Linked DNA regions of Anas platyrhynchos: region 2 is linked to region 1. The links are chromatin contacts, called in public Hi-C maps. All regions are on one chromosome and are shown on one strand. The core of a region is the stretch at or near the end of the contact, and the rest is flanking DNA. Distances in the headings are between cores, read along the strand shown. Region 1 holds the start of NEURL1B (neuralized E3 ubiquitin protein ligase 1B). Region 2 holds the start of SH3PXD2B (SH3 and PX domains 2B).

Region 1 (7,548 bases), core at 3,508-6,007:
GAAAAGTGCCATAGAAATGTCATCCTCTCATGCTCAGCCCAATAAAACTTGGAACTGTAATCAGGAGGTATCGGATACTGCTCTACAAATAATAACCGTGTTTGTAATTAATAGTGTGTTCTTCCCCTTCCCTGTATGTCTTTCTGCCATCTGCTGGACTTTGAGGCACAAAATAGGATGGCTCTGTGTGGCTGGCAGAGGCTGGCTTGGCTGGTGTCTGGGAGACAAAGCTCTGGGAGCAGCGGTGAGGAACTGCCAGTGACTTCATTTCATGTGGCCTGCAGCCGCGTCATTTTTTTTTTTTCCATGTTCTTATCAGATGACATTTAGGTGTGTGTTGATACACGGCCTGCCAGAGATGTCTGAAAAGTTTGCTGTGGCATCAGCAAGGACGTCTCCTTCCTTCCTGCCCTCTCCTCTCCTAGGGGAGATTGTTTGCAGAAGGCGGCAGTGGAAGGTGAGCGGACGTCTGCCTGATACCATTTCCCTTCCCTCCTCATACCAGGGTCTGTGGTTACTGCAGAAAGCTACTCCAGACCGAAATCTTGCCTAGAGTTTATGACATCTTGCAAAAAAACCTGTAACAACATGAAAATGTTTGGCTGTGTCTGAGGAGGACCCTGGACATGCTCACTGAAGGATGTCATCCTTCTGCCTGTGCTGGCTGGCTGGACATTGGTTTTGTACCAATGTGTACCGATTTTTACTTCCAAAGGTGAACCCCGAGGTACTAGCAGAGCTGGGGGGGCACATGTGTCGACCAGCAGATGTAACAAGCCCATTTCCAAGTGGCATAAGCTAAGCTGAGAGGGAAACTCTTACACTTGTCCGGGAGCACTGTCAGTGCAAATCCATCTCTGGAAATCCGTGCTCAGTTTATACCTAAAAAACTTTGCTGCTGGTTCGTAGGGAAAAGCTCCCCTCTAGTGGTTGATCCTGGCAGCTGCCAGGCACCCAGAGCAGCCCAGAGGCGCTGCCCTACACCAGAAGGCTGCAGAAACTGCACAGCACAGGCATTTACTGCATCTCTGGGTGCAGGCAGCACAAGAATAATCATAACTGATTATATTCTGTAATGAGAAGGGTGATAATGATGTCATTGAGGTATCCAGTTGTAACAATTCCTGCAGACCATTTTAGATACTATATATACTTCCATTTAGATATTTAAAAATAAGTGTCTATTTAACTCCCACAGCATCCTGAAAGCAAAATTCATATCTATTGTTATTTTATGCTTTCTACAGAGGGAGAAAGTGCTGGAAAGATACGTGAAGGACTTTGCCTGGTGTAGTCATCTGAGGTTAGGATTCAAGAGAATCCTAAGGATTCTTAGGAATCAGACTCCCTAAGGAGGGAGTCTGATTTGTCAAATCACTCAGCTGCTCTTCACAGAAAGAACAAATTTCTGTCATTCTACAAGTGGCCCTTAATGGAGTTGTACACTGAAAAAATGTAAAGTGATTCAATATATATATTCTTTGCTCTTCAACAGCTTCTTACGGGGAGCATGGGGGACTAACACACAAGTGTCCAGGATTTGAGCAACAGCATGCCCTAACACTGCAGGGATATAAAACCAGTGAGTACTGGGAGATGTGGGGTTTTGTACCAGGTCTGCCACCAAGCAACCTCGATGGAAACATTATTCCTGCTGTTGCCCAGGGATGGGGTTCTCTGTCTGCAGTTTGGGGATCAAGATTTGCGGAGTGCTTTGAGATTTGCTAATAAAATTGTTAAGTAAGAAGCTAGGTGTTCATATTATTATTGCTGCAACTCTCAGAGTTTCAGGAAGGAAGACACTGAGTTTTCCAGGATTATATTGTGACAGAACCCAAAATATCTCCTTGCGGGGCAATGGGACAGGGAATTACAAGGGCTCCTTCACAACCACCGGTCAGTTCATGGACGCCTTAGGACAGGCAGCACAATTACAGTGTATGCAACCATATGGAGCTGCAGGGACTGGCCTGAGACCATGGATGTGCCCTGGGCAGTAGCTCCAGTGCTCTCCTTGTGTAAGGTCTACTCTCATTTCTGTTTGTTTGGCACATTGTGTTACTCTCCCAGTGCTTCCAGAGCAAGGGCTGATGGGGAGAGGAATATAAATGACATGTTTTGTTACTTGCTGAGCTAATTCGCTGTCCTGTTGCTCAGGGGTTGTGACCTTGTATAACCCATAGCCCCTGTTAGAGATCGCATCCTCCTGCTTCTGCAGCAGTGAAGACAAGGCTGGCCCAGCCCTGACCGGACCTACCCTGCAGAAGTGACTGTGTGTGTGAGTGATCTCTGAAGTCTTCTGTCTTGCTGGGAAAGCTGTGGGCTGCACCACGCAGCTGGAACAGCTGGCTGAGTCGTGGTGCAGATGCCGAGTCCCTAGAGCTGAGGTGTGACAGCTTATGGGAGCTAAAGCTTTCCTTTCTGAAGGCTTTTGGATCCAGTCCAATAACACATGCTGAGCGTTAGCACTGCCTGACAGCCGCTCGGTGGTCTCAGTATGAAATGAGCTGGTGAACCTCAGCTTGGTTCCCAACGGAGACAGATGTTCCTGTTTTAAAAAATCATTACCATGGTCATTGCTAGCCAGACTGCTTCTTGGCAACAGTAGAAAGTTCAGAGCTTGAACAAACACAGAAGAATGTAAAAAAGCCTTTCTACAGGTCAGGATCGATGCATTTTGGCTTCAAATCTGCTTGGGAAATCTGTACTCTTCATGATATGGTAACTGTGGAAAAAACCATTATGAAAATTTAGCCTGATCAGGTCTTCTTCCAGAGCAAAATACTCAGGAACAACATGGAATTTTGCGGGGGGTATTTTAGGCAGTGTGATGCTAGACAGCCCTTTGTCAGAGCTGCAGTATCACCTTCTGCTGACCAGCAGGCGAGGCTGTACCTCCTGGGAATCCTGTCCCTGGGCAGCGTTTCCATCCGTGATGGGAGCAATCAGTGGGTGCAAAGTGGGGACAGGCTGCAAGGCACATTCTAAGAAGGTTTCTGCTTCTGTCCTCAGAGTAGTGTTGCCAGGCTCCCTTCAGCCTGCCCTGAGTGCCTGCGAGTGTCCAGCTGAGGGCCGTGGAGTGGCTTGTCTGGGTTTCTCCTCCTCCTGGGGACAGCCTGGAGGCTGCTCCAGCAGGGATGGGAGCAGATGGAGATAAAAGGAGGCTGTTCTTATCCATCTGGAAATTCTTGCTGGGGCTGCAGGGGCTGAGATCCTGGCTACACTGCAGGAAACAAGATGGTTGAGTAATGGAGAGTGTTGAGCATGCCAACCACATGGCTCCAGGGCCCATTTCCCTGGCCTTGGGGTGATCACCTCGCAGTAGGCAATCCGGGGACTCACTGCTTCTGAATACAGGTTCCCATTGCACCTGCTTAGGGAGCTGCAACTTCCCTGTTATTAGAGGGCTGGGAAAGCTTCTCAGGGTGCTACTCACCCTCCTCAGGAATGAAAGCGTGTCTAAGTGCCTTTTGGGAACCAAGAGGGCAAGGCGTCTCCTCCCTTTTGCTTTGAGAAAGTCTGAGAACCAAGTGCCCTTTCGTTGCAACTGCTGCTGTTACTCAGGGCTCCAGGTCGCGTCCTGCCGCTAGCCCCGACTTGCCGGGGATGTCACAGGATCTGCTGCGAACACTCAGCAGTTCTGCATCATGCTGCTGCTGCTGGTAATATTTTTAGAAACCCAAACCACACGAATGACCCCAAACCTGGTGATGAGACGGCTACAACTGCCATGTGCGAGGATATCATCGACGGCTCCGGAGGCCGCTTTGGAAGTTGCTGAAGCACTCGAGATCTTGCTGTGCTGCTCCCACCTAATGGAGAAGATAAAAAATGCATTAGCAGATAGATAAGGAGCATCCGCATGTCCCAGACACCGCCAGGCTCACACTCAAGGAAGACATCCCTGCCTCAGCAGGGCTCTCATCGCGTAACTGTGCTATCTGATAAGGGGCACTGGGATGCTGGGGCACTGCGGAGGCTTTGCTGTTCCTCTTCTCCCGGACCCGGCCCTTTCCCTGGCTCGAGGCAGCAGTGTGCTCATCTATCTGCATGCCGTGTTCTCGCCGTGTCTTTCTTTTCCAGGGCAGGACACGTCTTTATCTACATCTAAGCAATTCAAAGCTGCTGGCATCCAGTAACCGTGATCTGGTTGCGGCTGTGAAAGAGGAACTTGGCACTGGGATAAATGGTGCCCCCCTGCTGCCATCTTCTCCATTCTCTCTGTTACCCCCAGGGGTGGCCAGGCTGCCGTGACAGCTCAAGAATCTCACACCTCCTGTTTTGCTCATTTACAGCTTCCACAACCCACATCGGCCCCATGGAAAACAGATGAGGAAATGGAGTAATGGGGGAACAGAGTGCCTGGGGGGGAGGACAGCAGGACTCATTTCTGCTATAAATCTGCCAGCTCGCCGTCACGAGAGCATGGCAGGGCACAGATTTGAGACAGGGGCACAAATCTTGGTCCTGTTGGAAGCTGCCATGCCAAAGCTTTTCCAGAACACAGCCCCAGCAGCGCACCTCGCTGCGGGCACGGGCAGCCCTCACCCCACACCCTCACAGCGCCGGGCGCCATGAGGCAGGTCCACGGCCCCGGGGGCGGGCCTGCGGGCAGGCACCCGGCCGCCTTCAGGCCGCTTCCAAGCCGCTCGTAGCCGCCCTGAGGCCGCCTCCCAGCCTCTCGCAGCCGATCCCGGGCGGCCCCAGCCCGGTGCGGCTCCTCCCGCAGGCTTGCGGTTGGCGGTGGCGGCCTCGGGGCGGGGCGGGCGCCAGCTTCGAACCGGCGGCGCGGCGCTGCCCGCCCGCCTCACAGCGCCCCGCTACCTCCATGGGGAACACCGAGTCCGTCCTGCGCGGTGCCGCCGGCCCCGGTAAGTGCGGGGACAGCTCTGCCTTCCCCCTCAGGCTGCCTTCGTCCCCGTTGTCCCCTTCCCTTCCCGTGCTGTCCCCCCTCGCTGCCATCATCCCAACCCTTTCGCCCCCTCAGCCGCCCGCCTAGCCGCGCTGACAGGCTGAAGGGGGTTTGGGGGGGAAGCCAACAAAAGTGCTGGCGTTGGGTTTTGCGGGTGGGTGGCAGTTTTGAGGTGTTTTAACGTGGTTTTGTGCCTGGCCTCCGTGTTCCCCCCCCCCCCCCAGCCGCCTGCTTGGTTGGCTGGGTTTGAAGGGAGCTGCTGGCGGAGCTCAGCCAACCCGCGCCAGGTGCCAAGGCTGCGACGTGCAAATAAATAACACGGGCTGGGGATGCCAAGGGAACAGGGAGCTCCCAGAGGCTGCCACCGCCGCTGCTGCCACCCTCCCGTAACGGCTTTCCGCAAGGCCGGGCTTGTTTCTCCTCAGTCTCTCCTTGGCTTCGAGCCCTTGGCATCTCGGTGCCGCTTCCCAGATGCTCGGGAGCTGCCACGGGCCATCGGGATGAAGCGTTGCCCTTCCTCACGCTCAGTGGGAAGGTGAGGAATGCGATCAAATTTTCAGGTGGTTTGATAGGGTTTAGTGGCTACTTTCAAAAAGTTGTCAGCGTTTGCTTTCGTTTTCTCTTCGTCTGGGGGAAAAGCAAAGCATCTTGTTGCTGGCAGCGTTCCCTAAACATGAGCAAGTCCCGCAGGACACGGTCTGCATGAGGGCAGAGCTGGGTGCTCCTGCCTCAGCGCCCTGTCAGGAGGTCGGGGACCCTCCGAGCTGTGCCAGGAGCCCCAAACCACGCTGCCCTCCTCTCTGGTGAGTGCCAAACACATCTGCAGAGATCCAGGTGATCTGCATTAAGTATGCTCACACTGATGCCAAGTGCTGCCCAGTGCAGGAGAAAAAGGCACTCCGAGCAATGCAGGCTGTGATTTTGGGGTATTTACTGCAGATTTAGGCACCTCGCTTCTGGAAATGGGTGAGTGCAGGCAGTGGGCAGAACAAGAGGAAAAAAAAAAGTGACTTTTGATCCTGGTTTCCTAGTCCTGTTGCTCACGTGTGCGGGGCAGTACTGAGTTCAGGTGTGTATGTACATTAAGGGAGGGCCTCTGCTGTTCTGCAGGGTGTTGCTGGCACCCGGGGATTAGGCAATGATTGTGTTCCTGGGGACTGCGTGCCCGGGGTGTAATGTTCTGCCCTAGCTGGTTCCCTTGTTTCTTGTATTTCTTTCTCCTGGGAGCTGCTCCTGCTGTGTTTGTTTTTTGGGGTAGTCAGTCACCATTAGGCTTACATGTTTGCTATGTAATGGAAGATTGTTTCTAACCGATGCGTAACTGTGCTTCCTAGTGTCGGTTTTGGGTTTGAAATCCAAACATCGAGGCTTTGATTATAAAGCCAGTTCTGCAACACAGTACCCGAGATAACATTTTTAAAGTTAATGTACTGTCAGGCAAGTCAGCCCTCGGTAATACATTATGTCAACAGCTACTGCTGCGCTCCCGTTTGCTCAACAGGGAAGACAAATAAATGCGTTCACTGGCGGTTCCAGCAGCGGATAGCAGGGTTTGGACAGAGGTGGAATTAATTGTCAAGGACTGAGAAAGTAAGAACATATAAAAATCTCAGCCTGCTCTCAACCTGAAGTAATTTCTCCATTTGCACAATGTAGTCACAGAAAAATGTGTATGCTCCGAGCAGTGAGATGTGGAGCCTGGTGCATTGGTGGCAGTTCTTGGTTTGCGCTCTTCCTTATGCATTTCCCTTAAAAACTGGAGCTGTGGCTAACTAAGGTACGAGGGAGCTGTATTTTAAATACTGCTTTGTGTATCTCTGTACAGAGCAGCAGGGCAGGGGCTTGGGTACCGGGGTGAGCTGTGCGGGACGAGGCTGCCCCTGCTCCAGGAGAGCCTCGCTGACAGCAGGGCACCAGGCTGCGATCCCTCGCTAGAGGGCAGCCGGGATTAAAGAAGGCAGCTCTGCTCTGCGGAACCGGCCCAGGAAAAAAAAAAAAAGAGCTGAATAAATGCCAGGAAAAGGACACTGCCAAGCAGGTTGCTTAAGGGATTGAGCCTGGCCAAAAGGAGAGCAAATACCATCCTGCAGCTCGTCCCCAAGGGGAGGAAACCTCTCCTGGTAGCTGGGGAGGGCACATCTCAGATTGGTTCTTGTTTCTTGTGTGTGCTTTTGCCTTTCCCCTTCTGCAGAGCTCCTTTCCCTTGGAGAACCAGGACAAGTTGTAGCAGTTGACAGCTTGTGACAGCTTAGCTGTGCTCATAGCGTGAGCGCTTGTTAAATCTGGACGGAGGTGTAATTCTTCTGCACCCCGAGTGCGGGTGCCTTTCACGTCACGGCAGGCTGACACTTGCATGGGACTCTCTCAGATGGACGTGGCTGGGGGCTGATGCCAGGCTCAGACCTTTAGGTTGGGACCTGTACGGGGTGGTTGGATATCACAGCGTCTGGTCTAACTCCTGGAGAACAGTTTACAACAGACAGACAGGTCTCCAAGGAGTAATTACCTCTTGATCCAAAGAAGCATTCCTTTCAGGGAGAGTTTCTGGCTAGCCATGCCACCTGTCTTTTCTTTTTTCCTATTTTTTTTTTGCGTGTCAAATCTTCCTTCAGAGCAACTGCTGACCTGCAGCGTCC
Region 2 (7,548 bases), core at 2,894-5,393, 190 kb after region 1:
GGCACGGTTATTAACACAGAACAAAACACACAAGCTGCAGCTGTATTATAAAGAAAGCTCCTAAAGCTTCCTTAAGGGCAAGAAAACAACTAAGATCTAGATTTAGTAAGCAAAAGCTGTATTTTTGAGACTTCTACTAGGAATAACAAACACAACGCTATAAAAAGATCCTGCATGAAGTCCTTTAAAGGAAAATTTAGTCTGTTTCAACTACGGTTTTGTTTTGGGTCTTTTCTGAATAAACACCCATTTATCAGAATTTGAGACTTGGCCAGACAATAGAAATGACAGTCTGCTACTCTGTCGCCCAGAATGATTATTTTTAAACTTTGCTTTTGGATTTTGTCTTTTCAAATGAATTTAATTTGCAATACTGGCCTGGAGCCCTCGCTGCCAGTGTCCCTGAGCACTAGACCTCTGGGACACGAGCTGTAATCACTTGAAATGTGATTGCAGGGGATGTGTCACCGCAGCGTGACCCTCACTCTCTGCCTGATGGGAGGGAGTCTTTCTTCTTCACTCTGATAATGGGCTCTGATGGTCCCAAGCTCAGTTGTTCTCCTGACAGAGTCCGAGCAGCGCATCCAACAACACACACCTGCCAAAAAATCATTTCTCCAACAGCCCTTTCCATAAAAATAGTATTTTAATATATTAATAAAAAAGTTTAAATATACAAATGGCACAATTTAAAGACTGGGGTTAGGAGGTCAGGACGGAAGGTGCAACAACAATACACTGAGAAATGGTTTCACAGCTAGTAGAGCAAACTCGAGGCTGCTATCACTTGGAGCAAGAATCTAGGTTATCCTTCCCCTCTTGGCCCTTCTGCTTGTACAATCTGAGTTGGTTTGACAAGAACAGGAGGCAGACGTGTTGGCCTCACACCATGCCAACACTACAGCAGTAAAAACCTTCCAGGAGTACAAGGCTAGAAGCAAGACAGCAGCACTGCCTCTCTTCCACCAGGAAAATGCACAGATAGTATTTGACCAGCAAGGTGCAGAAGAACACTGGGCAGCATTAAATCCTGACACAGCACACATTAAAACTTGTATTTGGGTACCCCCACCCGTCAGCATGCATCTCGTGGGGTCCTTACTCTCGTGCAGGGCAGGACCCTGCATCAGGGAGCGATGCTCCTGGCTCTGCCTCCGTCTGAGCAACCCCTGGCCTCTCCCAGCCAGAAAAGCAGCATCAGCCAGCTGGGAACGGGCCATGAAGGGTTAGGAAAGGATGGAAACACAGAGGCCCCGTGCAGCCTCTGTCCCTGGAAACTGTTACATGTGACATTTCTCGCAAGGCTGCGAAACTCAGAGGCGTTTGAGGGTGAAAGGCTGAGGCAGGGATGGAGGGTGAGCTGTGCTTATGAAGAACAGCACCAGGGAGAAATGTTCCTGCCCAGCACCGAAGTGGCATTTGATCACTTTTTGATAAGACAGGCCAATAGTTCAAAAGCACCCCCTCCCCCAGTTTAGGAAACGTGTCTCCTGCTTCAAATTAGAGCTTGCAAAAGCACAAGTTTTTTCTCGGTTGCACAACGCTCTGTATCGATTACCGAGGCGATGGGTGAACCCCGCCAGCCCGAACAGAGCTGGCCTCTTCCACCCCCACCCCACCGGAGGAATAAACAAGGACTTTGAAACACTGGTTCGCTATCACTTCTCTGGGAAACTGGAATTGCACGGTTTTCTGCTGTGGCCTCATGCAACCAACACAACCGCACCTTTGTCCAGCACAAAAGAAAAGCCTCGCGGATGCAGAGCGGAGGCCAGAGCCGAGCGGCACAGGTCAGCCACGGGTCGGGCACAGCAGAGGCAACGGGAGGAAGAGCCGCAGGGCTCCTCGTGAGCTGCTGCCTCCAGGGATGGCAGAGAGCACATTTATCTCGGAGAGCAGAAGCAAAGCAAAGGTTTAGTGCACACACTTTGTGGTTGACTTCGCTTTGCTGCTTGCCAACAGATACAGTCTAAAGTGAGATGACTCAGCCGGGATTTGCTGCCCCTCCTCTGCCTCTCTTTGCAGAGGAAGGGGAGGAAAAAAAAAAAAGGGGGGGTTGATTCCATATAATTAACTGGCTTTGTGGATCTGCCTTGATCCTATCGATCCCCTCTAGCAAGGCGAGTGCTCCCATTTACTCCAGCACTGCCGTGGGGAGGCCGCTGCCCGCCCCTCCCCGAGCTCAGCCTGCCCTGGCTCACGTGGCCGAGTTTGGGTCCAAGACAAGTACAGGGAAAGGTTAGAGGCAGAGGACTCGAGACGCCAGTTGAGAAGGGAGCGGGCAGCCAAGCAGCCGAGCTGCACAGCTGACTGTCATGAGCTCTGTGCAGATTCTTCTCCACCGTCTCCTCCGCACACTCAGGATCCGGCCGCGGGAGCTGCCACCCCGCTGCACCCACCCAGCGATACGTCTTCATAAACACTGCTGTCCCCATTTCTCAGCCCGATAGGATTATTTGTGCTATGCCCAGCTCCACCCGCCTCCCCGCTGCGGAGCTGTGTGGGGACCCCGGTGGGCGAGCAGGGATGGTGCCCAAACGGGACGGTGCCCAGCCTGTGGGTTGCATTTCCCTGTAGCAGGGACTCGGATCTGGAGGGACAGCAGGAGCCCAAGGGCTGTGAGGTGCCCTCAGCCCCTGCAAAGCACAAAAAGGCCCAGAAGGGAAAAGGGAGGAGCAGCCCCAGGCAACCCCAGCACACCCGTTACGGGACCTGAGGGCGATGCAAGAGATCTGCCAAGACAAACACAAGCACACGCAACTCATCAAACCTCCTCACGTATGTGTTCCTCCGGACCTGCTGCACAGCCCAGCTAGGGTGAGTAAGTCTGGGGTGGACAGAGCAGGAAAAGGGCACATCTGGAGCTGGGGCCAGGTTCGGGCAGACACCGATAAAACTACTGACAAGGCAGGAGAGGAGGAAGAGGTGATAAGGGGTTGGGGTGGTGGCCACCACATCACAGAGCCAAGGCACTTCCCTGGGTGCAAGGAGAGGATATCGGCCCTGTTTACACTCTCCTCAATCCCGGAGACAGCCAGCTTGTTCTTTCGCTTTCCTCTGACTGTTGCTGACCGCCACAAGCCAGCTGGGGGGGACCCAAAACAAACCCCTGATCTGCACAGAGCTCAGGCTGCCTGGATCTGCTGACATGAGGCACTCTGCGCGTCCTTGTAACCCAAATGCAACACGAACAGTGTGTCACTGGGTCACCCCGGTCTAAGGCAAACGGGGCGGGGAGAACATTTTGGTCTTTGTTTTACAGTTGCTGCCAAGATTCACCCACAAGGTCTCCATGGATGCCTGGAAGCGCACCAAAGTGTAAATAACAACAACAACAACAATAATAATAATATAAAAACTCGAGAAAAAGACAGCCCCGCAGCTGTTGGGAAGATGCCCTGGAGTGTGCAGGAATGTGCTCCCCAGGACAGCGGGGCAGCAGGGGTGCAGTGGGCACGGAGCCACCTCGGTGGGGGACAGCGGCACCGTCCCAAGCACAGGAGGATGGAACCGGGGAGTCCTTCTGCGGGGACCCCACAGCCAACAGGTTCCTGACTCCCCCCGCAAACGCTGCCCCTCACCAAGGCAGGGACACTTTCCGGGGGTGACTCCAGGGGCGCAGGCTGCCCCAGCACCCCTTAGCCCCAGTGGCACCCCCTGGCACATCCCTACCCACATTCTCCCCCCACTTTGCCCGGGTGGGGAACGGGTCCCGGTACCGGGACAGCCCCAGCAGCGCTGCCCTCCTCCTCCTCCTTTTCTTCCTCCTCCTCCTCTTCCTCCCACCATCCCGGAGCTCCCCGGGGATCGGCAGCGCCCGCCCTTTGTTTGCCCAGGGCCGGGCCGGGTGCGCCCCGAGCCGTGCCGAGCCGTGCCGTGCCACTCACATAGTGCTTATTGGGGATGCGCCTCTTCTGCACGTCCAGCACCTTCACCTCCGCGATGCTCCTCCTGGGCATGCCTCTAGCCCCTCGCAGCCCGGCGCCAGGGGCCCGGCGGGGAGCGGTGGCGCTGGGGGAAGGCGCACACACACAGGGGCGCACGCAGCCGGGACCGGAGCTCGCAGCCGTGCCGAGCCGAGCCGTGCCGAGCCGAGCCCAGCCACCCGCCCGCTGCCGGGGGCGGGAGGCGGCCCCGGCCCGCCCCGACCTATCCCAGCCGGCGGGGCGGCCCTACAAGCGCCCGCTTAAAGGGGCGAGCGTGGCCGCCCGCCCCACGCGTGTTTGTCCCCTCCACGCGTGGCCGCCGCGCTAAGGGCGCAGCTGGCACAAGGGGTACCCGGCCGGCTTCTGCCTGCCCGCCCCGTGCCTTTCGTTCCCCAAAATCACGGGAAAAAAAATGGAAAAAGCTGGCGTGGATGTGGCACGGGAGACGCACAGGGATGCAGTGGCATCGGCCGCTCCGGGCATTTCGCTGTAAGTCGCCAAGGGCAGCGACCTGCAGCTCAACAGCTCCCTGTGTCCAGTGCTGGGAAGTGGCAGCCCACGAGTGGTGCTTTTCCGAATAATATGTGTGGAAAAAGCAGAGCGAGGCAGCACAAGTCCTCTGCGACTGCCCTCTTGCTTTCCCCTTCTGCCCTTTTGAAAAGCAGCATCCCGAGGTGATGCCAAAGCACAAGAGTCAGTCCAGTGCTGGTCAGGGGCAGCTCGGCTGTTTCTCCAGGAGGGCACGGCTTCTTGGGGCACAGCTTGCCTTATCTGCAACTATTTGCCTTTGTATGAAGCTGTAGGGAGTAGAAGAAGGTCCAGGATGATGCCTCCTGCCTGACATGGGGGACCTGTGTATAGGCTTCACACCCAGGGTTTGGTCCTTGACCCTGCTCTTGTCCCGTAACAACTGCCCCCAAGGCTTTGCTGACGTGGTTTCCAACAGCATCAACCCTAAGGCATTTGGGGAATGAATTGAGTAGAAAATAGAGGCTTTGTTGGCTGTGGGTATGATCGGGTCACCAGAACGGCCTTACCCAGGACTGCCTCTGTACCCTTTGAAGCTGGGAGCTGAGCCACCGCACCCCACTTGTCCCCAGCAGCCCACTCCATCGGGCAGTGCCCTTGGAGCAGTGGAGAGGACAAAGCAGTGACCTGGTGCTTCTCTGCACCAGCACCACCCTCGGCCTGCTTCTTCCCGGCAGCTTCTCAACACGTGGCATAACCACAGCTCTCTTCCCTGTTGGGCTTTTAATTACATTATAAAGTTACCCAAGACTCATGCTGGCAGGTCATTAGCTTTCATATGAATTTAATTTAATCATAAACAACTCATCTCACTCCTTGGCAGCTCCTTAAATGTGGCTCCTTTTTTTTTTTTTTTAATGCTGTTAACTTTGCTAACGCCACCATGGAGAATCAGAGAGGTGCAGGCAGGTTGCCAGGGATTTATCACCCCCCTTGCCCTCCCAAAGCTCTCGTTTTCATCTTCTTTCCCCTCAGCTGAGCACAAGACCTCTGTGCCCCTGTGGAGGAGGTGGTTGCAAAAAGGATTCTAGGCTATGTGAAGGGGAAACTACACCACTGGCACCTGCTGGCATGCCCGACTGCCACCATGCGATAAATGAGGATCAGTTAGTTGTACATTGCTCCCCTCCCTGAGTGCTATTTAAGAGTCAAAGCCTGGGGGAAGCACCAGGGCAGACAAAATGTGGCAGAACTGCAGCTTTCCATCACTTGGGTGGTGTTCTACAGGCACAAGCAGCTAGAGTTGTACTGGGTTTAAAGCCCTGCTAGATGGGCAAATAAATAATCTAAAAGATGACCAGAAAATCATTGAAAGCAGCTGTGTATAATGTCGGTAAGAGAAGAAACTAATAGTGAGGAAATGAGGAACACTGGAGAAAGTGGGAGTAAGAGAGGAATTAAACAATTACTGGTCTTTGTGTGCTTTAAAGAGAAATGGAGCAGCTGGGGGCATTGCAGCTAAGCTGGGTGGAGAAGGATGTAACCTGAAGAGCTCAGGACTGAAAGGCTGGGCAAGGTGATCACCGGGAAACAGCAGGAGGTGAAATGACATGAGGAAAAAAAAAAAAAAAAAGGCACAGAAACCTGCTAAACAATGCAATGGATGTTAAACTGCAAGGTGATGGGAATTGAGTGAGACAATTGAGTTACAAATGCTACAGCTGCCGTCCCTCCTGCTTCAGGTGCAGGTTTGTTCTGTTTAGCAGTGACTGCTGGATGCTGGGCATCTGCAGAGAAGGTGCCTGGGCTGCTGGTCATCTGTATGCACAGCTGCTCTCATGCATTCTGGTAATTTGGTTTTACAGAGTGCACAGGCTGACCCTACACTCCTCGTGCTCTGAAAACAACATAGCCAGGCTGATCGTTTTGCTGCCCAATCCATCTGTACATTAACACAGAGTCATCTAGACACCTCGGACTCATGATCACGAACCTAGGGCCAGTCTGTGCATGTCCAGGAACGTCAGTGAATGTAAACACCAGTATACAACCATGAAACAAGTATAAAAACATGCAGCAAGTTCTCAGTCTCTGCTGCTTTCCTCATCAGGAAAAAGGCCAGTTAGCAAAAAATAGTAACAATTAACAAGAAAAAAAAATATGGAAGGAGCAAATAGAGAACATGATAACAAGTATTCAAAGAGTGTTTTTACCTGGAGGTGTAGCCTCCATGAAGATGCTAAACTGTGTTTCTTGCGAGATTGGTTTGGCCTAGTTTTAGGAGCAGGGACAGCTGCAGCGCAGAGGGACAGGGTAGGACTGCCACTGCCTGCTGTGCACCCATCACCCGTACCTGCACAGCATGGCAGAGTAAGGACCAGAAGGAGAAGCAGTGAGACCAAGCAGGGAAGTCTGTGAGATGGCTCCAAAAAGGAACTTCATCCCTGCTGGTGCTTCTGTAATACCATGCTGGCCACAAACCGGGGAGATGCCAGCCCCAGAATGTCATGTTAGCATGGAGGCAGGTGGTGGCTTTGGGAAGGTGGAAAATTGGGAAAATTCTGCCTATTTTTACAGTGTTCCTGTTAAAGGTGTTCCTGTTCCATCCTCTGCCCTCTGTGAGCCCATCCCCTGGCACTGCTGTGTGCTGACCATACTGCCAGGCACCTTCATCGGTGACCCCTTGCCTTTTAATCCTGGTCCTGCAGCCACTGGTGCGAACCCACAAGAGGGTGAAACATCCCACGGTGCCCCTGGGAAGGAGACCTCGAGCTTGAAGTGGCTTGAAGCAGCCCACAGGGACACGGTCAGGCTTTGTCTGAGAAAGCTTTGCTCTCACCTCCCCTTTCTCAGGAGGCACAAAAAACCTTTGGGCATCCCCTTGCTGATAAATCCAGTTCCCAAGATCCCCACGTGGAAACATATGAGACTGAAAGCAAAAAGGAGAAGGTGTGAATGAGCTCTCCTGACATCTTGGACCCACCTGCTCCAGGGCCTAGACTCTGGTTTCCTGCCTTCACCCTCCCAGCTCCTTTCTGGGCACTGCTCTGGGCTCAGTGACATGCTGCTGGTCTGTCGGGCCGTTCCTTTACATCTGGGGTAAATCACACGTATGAAATAGCCAGCTTGTTACGCACAGGAGGTTATTTTATCT

Evidence for each region. A called contact is a pair of places that touch in the nucleus more often than the background predicts.
Region 2: a contact with region 1 is called in a Hi-C map of subcutaneous adipose tissue, with 2.6 times the contacts expected there. The contact joins the promoter of SH3PXD2B here to the promoter of NEURL1B in region 1. A contact is called at or near these places in 2 of 8 Hi-C or Micro-C datasets (skeletal muscle and subcutaneous adipose tissue).

The regions. Positions count from the first base shown.
Region 1 is chr14:10,959,528-10,967,075 of IASCAAS_PekinDuck_T2T, forward strand. It overlaps NEURL1B (neuralized E3 ubiquitin protein ligase 1B), which reads left to right and starts at 4,758. Exons shown (of 5, transcript XM_038186493.2): 1 at 4,758-4,871. The coding sequence starts at 4,829.
Region 2 is chr14:11,151,893-11,159,440 of IASCAAS_PekinDuck_T2T, forward strand. SH3PXD2B (SH3 and PX domains 2B) reads right to left here and starts at 4,144. Exons shown (of 15, transcript XM_038186487.2): 1 at 3,888-4,144. The coding sequence starts at 3,959.